Regions from separate parts of the Mus musculus genome. Here region 2 is linked to region 1. The links are chromatin contacts, called in public ChIA-PET maps. All regions are on one chromosome and are shown on one strand. The core of a region is the stretch at or near the end of the contact, and the rest is flanking DNA. Distances in the headings are between cores, read along the strand shown. Region 1 overlaps Prkcq (protein kinase C, theta). Region 2 overlaps Il2ra (interleukin 2 receptor, alpha chain).

The links. ChIA-PET counts read pairs in DNA pulled down with a chosen protein or histone mark.
Region 2: a contact with region 1 is called in an RNA polymerase II ChIA-PET map of memory CD8 T cells, with 131 read pairs. The contact joins two enhancer-like sites. A contact is called at or near these places in 1 of 115 datasets of contacts at active chromatin or transcription factors (memory CD8 T cells) and 1 of 9 other capture datasets (liver).

The regions. Positions count from the first base shown.
Region 1 is chr2:11,250,989-11,255,561 of GRCm38.p6, reverse strand. It overlaps Prkcq (protein kinase C, theta), which reads right to left. Exons shown (of 18, transcript NM_008859.2): 9 at 2,384-2,493; 10 at 1,274-1,391. Among named protein-coding and RNA genes, the nearest start is that of Prkcq, 81 kb to the right of the region's middle. Within about 2 kb of position 1,416, at least 20 of the 459 cell types and tissues checked have an H3K27ac peak or open chromatin away from gene starts, as enhancers often do. A contact at or near this core is called in memory CD8 T cells, where this site is marked.
Region 2 is chr2:11,650,534-11,655,411 of GRCm38.p6, reverse strand. The region is part of intron 1 of Il2ra (interleukin 2 receptor, alpha chain); the gene reads right to left. Among named protein-coding and RNA genes, the nearest start is that of Il2ra, 10 kb to the right of the region's middle. Within about 2 kb of position 1,826, at least 96 of the 459 cell types and tissues checked have an H3K27ac peak or open chromatin away from gene starts, as enhancers often do. A contact at or near this core is called in memory CD8 T cells, where this site is marked.

The DNA.
Region 1 (4,573 bases), core at 167-2,666:
CGGATATCACCACTGTTTGTAACTACCAGACATACTGACATCAATTTCCATTAAGTAAAATGTGAGCTCTGAGGACACGCAATCAAGCAGGTTGTTAAAGATCTAAACCACACCATGTTTTGTGGTCTTCAAGGCTGTGTGCACTGATCATCTCTGAGGACGATGCTCCTTACTGCTTGGGAATCCTTCTGAGATGGACTTTGAATCTCTCTTGAAATTTTATGTCAATTTAGTCCTTGTATGATGCCAGAAGAAGGATTAAAAAGTGTTTTTAGGAATCCTTACTATGTATATACTACTATCATTAGTATTGCTTCTTTGTGTGTATGGATATGTGCATGTGAGGGCATGCACATATGTGTGGGTATGCATACATGTATGTGTGGGTGTGCGCATGTATATGGAAGCCAGAGGTCAGCCCTAACTGTCATTCTTCTAGCAGTATCTACCTTGGTTTCAAAGCAGGGTCCTTCACTAGCATGGAACATGCCAATTAGGCAAGGCTGGATGGCAGTTGGACCCAGGGATCCACTTGTCTCTGCCCCGCATGCCACCAGGATTACAGATACATACCGCCATTAACGGCTTTTTTATTTTTCATTTTATTTTATTTTAATAATGGTTTGGGGATTGAACTCTGGTCCTTGTGCTTGCAAAACAAGCACTTACCAACTGAACCATCTCCCCAGACCCTAGTATTCTTTAAGTTCAAAGACCATATCTCATAATGTTTGTTGAAATGATTCAGTTCCCAGAATCATGTAGCTGCATTTTCCCTTGAACCCCCTTCAAGCAGAAGGCAGAATGAATCTCTACACATGACAAAGTTTAAGGGTTAGGGCTCTTCTTCCTTCCTGTCTCAAAACCTCACAGGAGAGTCTCCGGGCAACAGTGACGATGCCCCAATGACATTTCTCCTTGTCTTGCTTTACAGTAGACTAACATCTGTAAAACCACCCAACATGGCCAGGAAATGACATTCTAGAACTCTGCCAGGAGCAACGCCCTCACAAAAAAATTCTAGTTAGGCATATTTTAGTTTTACTCTTAAAAGAAGAGTAGGAGGGGAAACTTTAGTCAGGATATATTGTATATGAAATGGATCTATTTTCGATAAAAAAAAATAGGGGCCTTGAGGTTGGTGACTGGATTTGTACTCTTTAAATAGAGAAAAAGAAACTCATCAGACTAGGTAAATGAAGAACTTAAGGCCAGAGAACAAGTGGATCGTGACAAGTGACCGGCATTGATGGTCAACTGCAGTGATAGTTACCTCTTTTCCCAGGTGTTGGTACGCATGGTGGCCTGGTTTCGTTTTTGGTGGAGCATGGGAGACCAATTTCAACTGGGCCTTCTCGGAAGATGTGTTCTGAATCTCGTAAGGAGCGAGCCTAGATCATAAAAAGGGTCAGACAACCCAATCACCAGTAGTTGGCGCCATTTCCCACCCACAGAAATCATACTGTATTGTCCCTAAGGACAGAAGGCTGTGAGGAATTTTGAATATGCAGGACAGTCAACACTTTCCTTTCTTTCTTTCTTTCTTTCTTTCTTTCTTTCTTTCTTTCTTTCTTTCTTTCTTTCTTTCTTTCTTTCTCTCTCTCTCTCTCTCTCTCTCTCTCTCTCTCTCTTTCTTTCTTTCTTTCTTTCTTTCTCTCTCTCTCTCTTTCTCTTTCTTTCTTTCTTTCTTTCTTTCTTTCTTTCTTTCTTTCTTTCTTTCTTTCTTTCTTTCTTTCTTTCTTCTCAGTAGGTTTAGAGTTCCTTGGCCTTGCATGCAACTGCTACATTCAATGTATCAGCAGCAGGCTCTTGGCTCCTTTTTCACACTTCAAGGGTACTAGCTGGAATCTTCTATGTAAGTAGCCTCATTCCATAACAAGTCAGGACAGAAAAGAAGGTGAACAAAAATACAGCTTATGTAGAAGGTAATGCCGAGTCTCAGTGAAAATTGGTTCTCAAGAGATAGGAATTTAATCAATGTAAGACAAACAGACAGGCAAAAGTTGCCCAGACTAGACACAGTGTCCTGTGACCATTCTGGAGGGAATTCTAATAAATACACTTTCTTTCCAGCTTCTTAGAGATCCCTAAAATACAGATATAAAGCTGGCAGTAAATCCTCAATAATTTGAGTGAATTTGCTTTCTTTCTGTACCTTCTCATTCTATACAGAGTTTAAGATATTACAGATGGCCACACTGATGTATGAATTATTAATTATCTCAAAGGTGGGATTATGGGGATGAAGGTGAAAATATCATGGCAAGTGTTCAGAAGGACACGCAGGGACATCCTGTGGGGTAGACAGAGCAAGAAAGAATGGACGTGGGTGGCCCTTGTTGAGAGGACATCGGGAATCACATCAGTGTAATGTCTGCTTTACCTGTTGGGTGCTTTCAATCATCGCTAGTGCTTCAGCCATTAGCTTCTGGTTTATACCACAAAGATTGGCAACCTTTGTCTGGCATCGGTGGTGGACGTTCATGCCACATGCTGAAACGAAGAAAGTAGCTCGTGAGGAGCAGGGAAAGAAGCCGGGAGTGCTTCAAAATGACACCAGGTACAATGTGAGCATCACAGTCTCACATCTAGAGAAGAAAGTCTGTGGCTGGCATGGCATCTGAGATGGCCTGTGGATGGAAGCGCCAAGAGGACCATGGTTCTATTGATAGTGTTAGAAAATTTGAGGATACAAGAGGTTGTCCTCCTGCTCTGGGACAAAGCTTAAACTCTGGCTTAAGCCTGAAGAAGGGAAATGGATAGCGATGAGATGGTGTTTGTATGTTAACAGGTAGGTAGGAGGAAAGAGGCCCAGAGACCATGGGCTCACTTTAGGAAGAGGTATTGTTATACTTCCTGGCTGGTTATGATGGAGGCACAGAATGAGGGCAAAGGTCTGAGCCCTGACTAGTGGGGGAGGAGGCATCCAGGATGGCTGTGTCTCTTGTGGACAGAACTAAGAGACTAGACGGAGCTTTGGAAGGGAAAATCAAACTGGTGGGGGCCCAGGAGTGAAGGAAGCTCTTTGATGAACTGCAATGTACTGGGAAGTTATGGTAGTGTTCCTACACACAGCCTTCCACAGAAGTCATAAGAAGAGCATCACAGACCTCATCTCTGGATTTAGATAGTGATGCTAACATCAACCTGACAGCTGGATGGAGATCATGTCTCAGTTCCCCGGCCCCTAAACACATGCATGTCCAGATATCATGCAATTACAGGCTAATTAAGGGCAGAGGAACGATGTAGTTATTAGAGTTTTGCTTATGGTAATGTCAAGGCCATAAAGAAAATGGGATTTCTTACATATGTGTTAATGTCTTAACTTTACACCTATGCCATAGTTAATTGCAAGAGCCACAAGAAAGAGCACAGCACCCTCAATCACTGTAGGTCCTGGACGCTGTGGATTTTAGATTTTCCACAAAGAAAGAGATGTGCTTGATTCGTGAGCATCTCTCTCTCTCTCTCTCTCTCTCTCTCTCTCTCTCTCTCTCTCTCTCTCTCTCTCCCTCCCTCCCTCCCTCCCTCCCTCCCTCCCTCCCTCCCTCCCTCCCTCAAGGGATAATGCTGTCTCCATAGGCTTCTTCTAACTCTTAAATCCTACAAGCAACCTGATTCATAAGTCCTGATAACAACACCATAAGGGACTAACTTCCACTTCCTGTGACCTTGTGATTCCCTGTTCATCTATAGGGGGATGTGTGTCCTCACCAGTCTATGGAAATACCACTATTACACCATGTTCTCAGTTTTTAGAAATTTTTCCTTTTGAAAGATCGCTATTACAATCAACAGAAAAATTAGCATAACAATTCCAAGCTCCGGTAGATGGAACTCTAATCTCGAGTACTACTTGGCTTCTACCAAAATACTTAAGCATTATCCTAATAGAATTAGGCAGTTAAGACCCAAAATTTAATCTTCACTGGGTATTAGCCATTTATGCACAAAGATCTTTACACAGTGACAGCAGTTCACCAAGTACAACTTCTCTTTCATTATTATAATTAATTGCAGTCATACATTAAAACATCTAGACGGGCTGGCAGGTGGCTCAGTGATTTAGAGCATTTGCTGCTCTTGTAAAGGATTCCAGTTTAGTGTCCTGCACCTATGTCATATGGCTCACAACCTCCTGTGACTGCAGCTCTAGGGGACCCAATGACCTCGTCTAACCTCTGTGAACTCTTGGACTCACATGCATAGACACACAGAGAGATACACACAATTCAGGATAAAAACAGAAGGTTAAAATAGCAAGATAAAATTGTGGCATCTTTTAAGTAGTCCACATTTTTCTAGATAGTTCATCATAAAAACTAATAAAACCTTATCTATAAAACATTTGTTATAAAAATTCTTTTAAAATAAAACCTTTTAGGTATATTTAAAATTTTTAATGGTGGTGCTAAAATTTCTGCATTGTTGGTATAACTACATTGGATTTGTTCAGTAGGTTTTAAGGCTTCCATTTCATTGTTGTTTTTGTTGTTGTTGAGACAGAGTCTTACTACGTAGCCTAGGCTGGCTTTGAACTGGTCATTCTCATGTCTCGGCTTCCCAAGTT
Region 2 (4,878 bases), core at 577-3,076, 400 kb before region 1:
TAAAAAAGAAAGAGAGAGAGAGAAAAGTCTGGGAAGAAATATTCCTCCTCTTTCTCTGAAAACTAAAGACAGTTTTCCCCTCAAATCTTAGAAACGGATTTCTTGGGAGGGGGCCATATTTTTAGCGGAGCACTGCTAAATTGGTAAATCCCGCCCACAGTCTTCTGAAAAAAGACAGAGCCTTCTGAGAAGCAAGTTGTAATCGTGAGGGCTTGTTTCAAATGGATATCTGTGGGATTTCCCCTGCATGTGTAGTCCCAGAACTCAGAAGGCTGACAGAGGTGATTACCATGAGTTTGAGGCCAGCCTAGCTACACTGCAAGTCAGTTCAGGATACATAGCTGGACCCTGTCTATAAGTAAATGAATACATAAGTAAACAAACAAATACAAGCTGGAGAGACGGCCCAACTGTTAAGAGCCCTGGCTGCTCTTCCAGAGAGGTCCTGAAATCAATTCCCATCGACCACATGGTGGCTCACAACCTGTAAAGGGATCAGATACCCTCTGTTTTCTGATGCCCTCTTCTCTCATATATATATAGATGTATACACACACACACATATATTACATAAGAAAATAAATTGTTAAAATAAATTGTTAAACAAATGCAATTAAAGACTGGAGAAGTAACCATGGTGTGGGACAGCTGTTTAAGTTGCAGCCAACCATTGGACTGAGCCCAGGGGCCCCAGGGGAAAAGTTAGGGCAAGGACTGTAGGAGCTGAAGGGGTTTGCAACTCCATAGGAAAAACAACAAGATCAACCAACCAGACCTCCCAAAGTTCTTAGGGACTAAACCATCAACCAAAGAGCATACATGGAGGGACCCATGACTCCAGCTGCATATGTAGCAGAGGATGGCCTTATCTGGCATCAATGGGAGGGGAGGCCTTTGGTCCAGTAAAGGCTTGATGCCCAGTGAAGGGGAATACCAGGGCAGTGAGGTGGGAGTGGGTGGGTGGGTGGGGTAGCACCCTCCTAGAAGCAGGGAGGAGGGGGATGGGATTGTGGGGGCTGCGGAGAGGAAACCAGGAAGGGGAATAACATTTGAAATGTAAAAAAATAAAATAACCAACTTAAAAAAAAAAGATTAGAAGAGAAACAGAAAACAAAGAAAAAGTTACGAAAATCTGGGGCACCTATTCTAAGCACTGCCAATACCATGGTATTATATATTATAATATATATTACATATGTTTTATATAATATATATTATATAATATATAATGTATATTATAATATGAATGTATAGTGAAATATATAAAACTAAGGATGGGAGATGGTTTCGTGGGTTTGCCACAGAAGCATGAGAACCTGAGTTCACATCCCCAGCACTCTATAAACTCTATATGGCTGTGCACATGCAAATCCCAGCACAGGAGGAAAAGGGAGGTGGAGACAGGCGGACGCCCTGAGCTCACTGGTTAGACAGCCTAGGTTTTCAATGGTGGCAGTTGTATTCTCTAAGAAGCAGGGTGGCATGCTCTGGCCAATAGTTCCTCAGCATTGGCAGCTAAAAATTACCTCCAGAAGCGGCCTCTGAGGAGACAGTTAGAAAGGGAAAGTGATGTCTGGGACCAGACAGGGAAACCTAGCAGCGAGCCCTCAAGGCTCACCTCCCCTCAGGGGTACCAGCGGGACTCCTGAGGACTCGCCCTTTTATTCTAAAAAGACTCTCAAAAGTTCGGTTTACTTTCCTTTAAATAAGGAGTTTTCTCTTCACAAAGGTTCTTTTTTGTTCTAAATCAAGGTCTGAACAGAGAGGTGTCACTAGCACGGGGACAGGAAGCACATACCATGCTGATGCTCAGCTGAGTGGGGCTTGGCAGGCAGGGAAAGCCACCACAACCTGCCCACAGTCAGCAAGTGTCAAACATACAACCCTGTGTCAAGTCACTGGCCCCAAAACTCCCTGGAAACTTTCAGAGCGCTGGGCAGGAAGAGGCTGACGTCAGCATAGATGTCGGGGACTTCAAAAGAAACTTTTAGAAACATTTCTTTTGCCGTTCCCCACAACATGATAAAGTGACCTTTTCCCTGGGGACACAGGCCTGTTTGGTTTTAGGGCTGCTCTCATTTACATATATACATTGTGGTTTTTTACATATCAATTTATTATGTATTATTCTTATAGTTTATTAATACATCTTTAAAGCACTGCTTTTCTTTTCGGCTTTATACAGTATAGTAAGAACTGGGGACCCAGCTCAGAGGTAAAGTGTTTTGTCTAGTGTGAATTGAACCCTGGGCTCAATCCTTAGCATCACAGAAAACAAAAAACAGTCTGATAATATACTTTGTAATCCCAGCACTTGGGGGATTTGGAGAAAGGAAGATAATGAGTTTAAGGCCATCCTGGACGGTGGGGAAGTTCAAGGTCAGCCTGAGTTAGAGTCCTTGTCTCAAAAAAACAAGAGCGAAGTAGTAGAATGCTTATCTAGGTTGGTTTGGTGAGGTCCTGGGTTGGATCCTTAGAACCACAGGAGATGAAAAAGAAGAGATAACAAGAGGGCAAGGGAGGGGAGGGGAGGGGAAGGGAGAAAAAGAGAAGGGAGAGGGCAGGAAGAGAGGGCAGGGCAGGGCAGGGGAGGGGAGGGGAGAGGAGAAGAGGGCAAGGGAGGGGAAGGAAGTTGAGGGGAGAGGAGGGGAGAAGAGGGGAAGGGAAGGGAAGGGAAGGGAAGGGAAGGGAAGGGAAGGGAAGGGAAGGGAAGGGAAGGGAAGGGAAGGGAAGGGAAGGGAAGGGAAGGGAAGGGAAGGGAAGGGAAGGGAAGGAAACTCACTAATGGTCTGAATTGGATTAATGAGGTTCCTTCCCTCCTGCCCTCCCTCCCCCTTTTCCTTTCTTCCTTGAAGAGGTCATAGATGTTGAGGACCTGGGAGATCTTCAAATGTACTCAGACATGTGAGAGTTGGCCTATAGATGGTGCCTCAGAGACTCCTGAGCCTGTGGAAACAGTCTGTTACTGAAGGACTCCCAGTACGTCCTACCTGAGATGTCCCTGAAAGGTATTGCTGAGCCAAACAAGCACAAAACCTCTGCAGATTGTTCTAAACTCAAAATGGAAAGTGCTGGATTCTAATTCTAGTCACTCACACTGACAAAACAGCGTGAGCCCTTCTCTCTTCTGCATGTACATATAATGGGAAGCAGTTCCTAGCTTATGGTGTGTCGGTCTTGCAGGAGGAGTGGGCAGTGGAGTGTGTGTCCACCAGCTCTGTGCTCTTACTTAAATCTCAGCCCTTAGCTTGGGTATTCTCTCCGCATAAGCAAGAAGCTCCTGGAGGCCAAGAGTTGGGTCTTATTCATCTCTGCCTCTCTAACCTTGCGTGAAGTTGCTCAATAGATCATGAATGAACTGAGAAGCAAAGCAGCAGACATACAAATATCGAGAAGCTCTGCCACCAGGGTAGGGTGTTCCTTGCCACGGTTCCTCTCACCTGTCACACTCACCTGTAAGTGGCTTCTTAGTCTGCCCTTGGAAGCACATACCCATCTTTGTCTTTTGTTTTTTATTACCAAGAGAGAGAGAGAGAGAGAGAGAGAGAGAGAGAGAGAGAGAGAACACACACACACACACACACACACACAAAGTTTATGAAGGAGGTATCTATTTTGGTCCCACACAGAAAACAGTGGGCGATTCTGTGGGCAGAGATGGCAATTCCTGAACAAGGTGTGGTGACTCATGGCCAAAGGTGCTCAGAAGGTGTGGTGACTCATGGCCAAAGGTGCTCAGAATTTCCTCTGTTTTGCCGGTTGCTAGCCCAGACTCTGCTGCTGTGACTTCTTTGAAATGCTATCAGATGCAAGGAAAACACCCCAGGCTGCTCTTTGAAGGTAACAGAAGGATTCAGAGAATACAGGATCTAAGACTAGCAGGGTCCTGAGGAGGTCCTACCAGAGTGAACTCCAGACGTGTAAGTAAGGTGGAGTGATCAGGAGTTTGAGATTAGCCTTAATCACTTCATGAATTTCTAAGCCACCCTGAGCTACATACATTCAGGGGGAAAAAAAGAGGCTGAGGCTATGCTGAGGTGTAACTGTCTGGGAGAGCAAGAGGACTCAGGCTTGGATTCCCTACCCTCCAGGTAGAAATCCCAGCACCATGATGTATGTTTGTAGCCCCAGCAGAGGGCTGGGGAAGACAAGACCACTGCAGCTTTTGAGCAGGTGGTCTAGCTGAATTGGTGAGCTCCAGGTTCAGTGAGAGAGTGTCTCAAAAAGATAAGGTCAAGGGATAAAAGAAGATGTCGTGTGAATGAAGCTCTGACCTCCACACACATGTGTATATACATGCATATGTATACACACACACACACATGCACAAAAGTAAAGACAAGAGATTCAACAGGTGGCCATTCAGGTAGACTGTGGAGCTGCTGTGTAAGGTGGTCATGGCTCAGGATGGTGGGTAGAGATTCTGTAAACTCAGATTCTAGAGACTTCCTAGTTGTGTTACACCAGCTACTGATTTAACTGACCAAAGACTCCATTGGTCAACTGCAAAGGGAAGATAATAAGAACTGCTTTTTATGTTGTTTTATTTCCAGAGCTCACTATGTGGCCCTAACTGGCTTGGAACTCTCTGTGTCAGCAATTCTCAACCTGTGGGTTGCTAAGACAATTGGGAAAAAAAGATATTTAAATTAAAATTCATAAAAGTAGCAAAATTACAGCTATGAGGTAGCAACAAAAATAATTTTATGGTTGGGGAGTCACCACAGTGTGAGGAACTGCATTAGAGGGCTGCAGTGTTAGGTTGAGAACACTGCTCTGTGTAGAGGAGACTGGCACTGTGTAGAGAGCTGCTGCCTTTGTTTCCCAAGTGTTGAACATAAAGGCATAGACCACAATGCCCAACACAACTACCTTATT